Linked DNA regions of Rattus norvegicus: region 1 is linked to region 2. A link is a contact called in public Hi-C data. All regions are on one chromosome and are shown on one strand. Each heading gives the region's core, a stretch centred on a gene start, on an enhancer-like site or on the middle of the called end of the contact. The rest is flanking DNA. Distances are from core to core; before and after follow the strand shown.

Evidence for each region. Hi-C and Micro-C count contacts between places; a contact is called where the count stands out from the background.
Region 1: a contact with region 2 is called in a Hi-C map of frontal cortex, with 2.9 times the contacts expected there. The contact joins the promoter of Vps18 here to the promoter of Rad51 in region 2. A contact is called at or near these places in 4 of 12 Hi-C or Micro-C datasets (the A7r5 cell line, frontal cortex, liver and 1 more).

Annotation. Positions count from the first base shown.
Region 1 is chr3:126,731,830-126,734,529 of GRCr8, reverse strand. Vps18 (VPS18 core subunit of CORVET and HOPS complexes) reads right to left here and starts at 1,254. Exons shown (of 5, transcript NM_001106499.2): 1 at 908-1,254. The coding sequence starts at 998.
Region 2 is chr3:126,552,937-126,555,636 of GRCr8, reverse strand. Rad51 (RAD51 recombinase) reads right to left here and starts at 1,427. Exons shown (of 10, transcript NM_001109204.1): 1 at 1,213-1,427.

The DNA.
Region 1 (2,700 bases), core at 5-2,504, 180 kb before region 2:
ACATGAAAGAGTTTTCTGGTTGTCTTTATAGGAAGCGTCCTGGGCTCTTCTCACACTTGTGGCAGTAGAGAGGAATTGGTTCTCTGGGCCTGAGACCAGGTAGTATCATGATATGATATGCATGTTCCCAGTGGTAATGGGGGAGAGAGGGAGACGGTACAGGGAAAATGGTTTCAGCATTCTCCCTTATTACCCTTACTCTTGCGCCCACCAATCACAAGAGAACTAAAGCTGTCCCGTGCTCCCTGTCCACACAGTATGGCTCAGTGAGTCTCCATCGCATGTAGGGAGTTCCATCACTACTGTTCATAGGCTGCAGCTGCTTTTTCTCTAATCCGCTGCAATAAAATACTATCATAGTACGGGTAACCCTACGCTATTCTCTTACACTCTAAACTACAGCCAGCTTTACCCCAGGCCAATCATCTCCATCTTTCCTATTCAGTGACAAAATTCCCTTCACCCATAACGTTCACGTTCCACCAAGTTCTGTGCTCATTCCGCCTTCTCTGCTAGACGAAGTCTGGTGGGGAAACACACACACACACACACACACGCACACACACACAAAACAAAAACTAAAAAAACCCCATAGAAGCAGACACGAAAAGAAGCATGGCACCTGTTTTCAGTTCTCCCAAGAGTCAAACTGCAGCCCGGTAGGCAAGTACTGTAACAAGTACTTCCTTATCTGAGCCCAAGTTCCCTCTTTTGAAGGACCTTAGTCTTAGGCCTAGATCACGCGGCTGCTACTGTGGCTCTTTCAAACTTCGACCACTGCAAGCTGGACAAGACAAGAGAGGCCTGGGCCTTGGATCGTAAACACACGCCGCAAGTTCTTGAGCGTCCCTCTCCCGTAAATGCTACAATAACAGAATGGGGGCAGAGGCAGCCTCTTCTAACTTACCAGAATGGGGGATGCCCACGCTGGGGCAACCAGTCTGCAAGACGGCCGAGCGGGACAATGAGTCCTCATACTCATCCAGTATGGACGCCATGGTTATCAAACTCTGGACCTTTGGTCTGGGACCTGGGGGTCACAACTGGGACCCCGGTCGTCCTGGATTTGCAAGTTGTGCTTCCCCCAGCGTCTGACAGATCCTGAGAACCTTTTAAAAACTCTGAGGCCTTTTTCGCTTTCTCTGCATAGGAAGAGACGATCGAGGAGCCCCCACTAGAATATGGCGCAGTTTGGCACCCCAGCTCCAGTCCCAAGAGATTACAGGCTCCCCTTAGCAGATCCCAGGTGATCGTAACCTCACCCAGGCAGCTCAGCTGACTCCGCCCCCGTGACGCGTGCTTATGACGCGCTTCCGGGTTTCAGAAGCGAGTATTAACTGGAGCCCTGGGCATTGGAGCCTCCACAAGGAGGCGTTGTCGGAGACTCGGAGCGGCGTGGGTGGAGCCAGCGCTGGGCCTGGAGCAGCTGGAGTACTTGCGGGCGACCCTGCTGCAGTTCCTCATATTGGCGCTAGGGGACAGCCCAGGACTTCCCTGCGGCGTCCTGTAGCAGGCTTGCGTGGATCCTAGGTTTCCGAAGCCCAGGCTTCACTCCCTCAGATTGTCACTTAAAGGCCGGCTGTGCTCCATCTGCTGCACTATCTCCTGTTTCTCAATCGAATTGCTGCCTCTGTTCATCTTCATAAACACAGGTGGAACAGTTTTAGCGTCCCTTCTTCCACTCCAGGGACCCACTAACTTCCAGAGAAAGTAGCTGAATGTGTCAGAAGTGTGGCTCAGGTGTGCATAAGCACTTTGCCCAGCGGGTATAAGACTTGGATTTTTTTCCCTACACTACAAAAAGAAAACCATACAAAATTTAATCTCCAGCAGCGGGAAGGCTGAGGCAGGAGGATTACTAAGGATTGGGCTACAGGTGAGACCCCCAGAAAACAACAGGAAGAAAGACATTGACAATACAGCATAGCTAACAACACTAAACCGTGTGCCAGGATATGCAAGCTGCCTCATAGTGGCTCCTTCGTGTAGGAGGAGAGACAGGGTGACCAGGGAAACCGAAGCACGGGCTGCTTCCAGGCACTTGATCAGTTGAATGATGCTGACTCTCCTTGTCTACCATGTGGGAAGCCTTAGGATCAAGCCCTAGTATCAGAAAAAGAAAAGAAAAGGACATTATATATGACCATCAGGAAAATTATGGACAAAAACCAATAAACCGTATGATGCTTGGGAGTGAAGAGAAGGGTGGTAGAGAAAGTGGGGCTGGCCTTGGGCAGACTGTGGAAGCTGTTGTATGGTTCACTGGGAGACATAACTGAGAATAAGATCCAATGCTAGAAAGATAGCAGGTATTTGAAAGGGACATGAGACCTGAGGCAGAGGACAGACTTTAAGTATCCAACCGTAAGATAGAGAGAGGGCTGGGGGACAAGAGAACATCTCAGACGAAGGCATCATAGACTTAGTGACAGGTGAGATGTGGCAGATGAAGGAGGAGTGGGGACAGCTGAGACCTGGCAGGTAAAGTCACTGAAACTTATGCAAGGGACAAAGGAGGAGCTGAGTGAGAGGGGGTGGAGGTTACATGACTGAGTTCAGGGCACTTGTAGGGAACTTACAGGGGAAGTCCCGACAATACCAGTAACCTGTTCAAGGGCAGTCACTAATAACACTAGTAAACATTTATTAGACATTTGCATAAATGAACTCTTTGATGACTCAGTTTCTACATTTTTAAAA
Region 2 (2,700 bases), core at 178-2,677:
AGGGAAGCAGTCAGGATGGTGAGTACAAGGTCAGCTTATGATAAAAAAACAAGATCCTGGATTAAAAAAAAAAACACCAAAAAAATGGTCTGCACAGTAACCCTCTCCCACAGTCCCAGCACCTACAAGGCAGAGATAGTAGGATCCTGAGTTTCAAACTAGCTTCTGGGTTACAAAGTCTGACCCCGCCTAAATACAGTTTTTTAAAGGTAGCCCATGTTAGTGAATAGTTTTAGAAATCACTGTTTAGCCATCAGAGTGAGGGAAAAATACTAAAACCAGGATAATGGGAGGTTTTTAGCATGGTAGCATTCTATTAGTGATTATAGAGGTATATTAATTTTGTAATAATTCATGTGTACACTTGCGATCTTTGTATTTTATACTTCACTTTAGATTTATTTTTTTGTGCATGAGTGTTTTGCCTGCATACGTTTATGTGTACCACAAGCATGCTTGGTACATGAGGTCAGAAGGTGGTACTGGATTCCTGGAACTGGAGTTATGGTTCGATGTGAGTCACCATGTGGATGTTGGGAACTGAACTCAGCTTCTTTGCAAGAGCAACAAATGCTCTTAACGACTGAGCCATCTGTCCAGCCCCTGTACTTCACTTTTCTTTCTTCTGAGACAGCTCTTCCATTTCTAGCTCAGGTTGGTCTTGAAACTGTCATCCTCCTGCCTCTTCCAAGTGCTATAGGTGTGAGTCATCTAGCCAGGATTCTATATAGAAATTTGTGTTATATTTCTCAGTTTTTACTACGCTTTTGCTTATGCCTCCTACTTCAGTCTCCAGAGAGACCAGCCACTACAGCACTAAAGTAACCAAGAACGTGTTAGCTCTGGCCCTATTTAACAGCTGTGAGCACTTTTCTCTGGATCTCAGCTTCCTGCGTCCGGACCACAGAAATGAACCTGAAAGTTTGTAAATTTCAGCATTTGGGAGGCCGTAGGCGGGAGTTCGAGCCCGACCAAGCCTAGCCTAGGTAGTGAGCTCGGGTCTTAAAACAAAAGTTTGAAGTGCAGGTCGGTTCTCTCCACAACGAATTCAGTGCGTCAGTTAGCGTCGGTCGGTTGGTCGCCTTGCTCCGCCTTTCTCCGGTTTCTAGGCGTAGAGGGGACCCGTGGAGCTGACTGTGGGAGCACTGGCCTTGAGTTGGCTCGAGATGCCGAGCGGCAGTGGGGAGGAGTCCGCCCGCGCCTCACACTCACCTGTCTCGCAGCCGTGGGCCGCTCGCTCCTTCCGGCAGTCGGTTCTGCACACACCACGCTCACTCCCGTCACACGGCTCAAACACACTTCGCAGCTCCTGTCAGTTCTTCTATGAAAGTTTCAGTTCTCCTAACCACACTTCTGGGAACGCCTCAGCTTTGCCCAGGCGCAGATACGCGATGGGCGCGCGACTTTCAGAAATCCCGCCAAATCCTCACGCTCGCATCGCTGCAACGTCATCACGCCTTTTTCCGACCCGCCTTATACCTACTTCCGCTTCTGCTGACGGACAGGCCTGACGGCTTTGAAGCCGAGTGTTTTCGTAAGTCACTCTTCCCCTCTTTAGGACTGTTCTGACCAAGCCTTTCTTGTTACCTGATTGAAGACTACAAGTCTGCAAAGACGAAGTGATCGGTCCAGGACTACATAACCCATAATGCACTACTGCGGAAGCGCCTCTGAAAAATTCTTGCGCATCGGGTGTGGACTCGGGTCGGAAAGGTCTTTGCGTTGTACCATTTTGTCAGAATGCGGTTCTTTGGCAGCTGGGAGTTCTGGTGTCTGTAGGCGGCAGACGTGAAGAAGCTGGAATAAAGATAAAACCTGCGAACGGAGCCAGCGACTAGAAAATTAGTGTGGGCTTGAGAGATGGTGCAGTGGTTCTTCCAGAGGTTCTGAGTTCAATTCCCAGCAACCACATAGTGGCTCACAACCATCTGTAATGGGATCTGATGCCCTCTTCTGGTGTGTCCGAAGACAGCTACAATGTACTTATATAATAAACAAATAAATAAAATCTTAAAAAAAAAAAAAAAGAAAACTAGTGTGGGAATCAGCGAGGTGAAAAAAACTTTGTTGGGAGAGGCGGTCTAGGAGGGTGGATAGAATCCAAATATATACATTATTAAAACTACCAAAGACTAAAGTGAAATAACTCTCTAGTGTATTTTTCCCTCTCTCGCTTTGTAGTGGTTATTGGGGCTCCAGAAGAGTAGGCGCAAAATTGAATCAAGTAAAGGTCTGTGTAGTTTGCCAGGAACTTTGTGTTTTTCTTTATACATCTAGGTGTTTTCAGACAAGATATCAATATTCCTTAAACTCTTAGTGCCAAGAATGACCTTAATCCTTCCCCCACCTTTTTTTTTTTCCTGTGCTGGGATTGTAGGAGTGATGCATTACTACTGTTTTGGGGATTGAGCCCGGCATTGTAAGCATACCACACAAGCACTTCAACAACGTGGCTGCATGCCCAGCTGGAAATTACTTATATTTAATATGAGCACACTGTAGCTGTCTTCAGACACACCAGAAGAGGTCATCAGATTCCATTACAGATGGTTGTGAGCCACCACAAAGTTGCTGGAAATTGAACTCAAGACCTCTAGAAGATCAATTAGTGCTCTTAACCGCTGAGCCATTTCTTCAGCCCTAGGTACTTATTTTTGAGACTGATTCTTTGTAACCCAGATTGGACTTGCTCCCTAATGG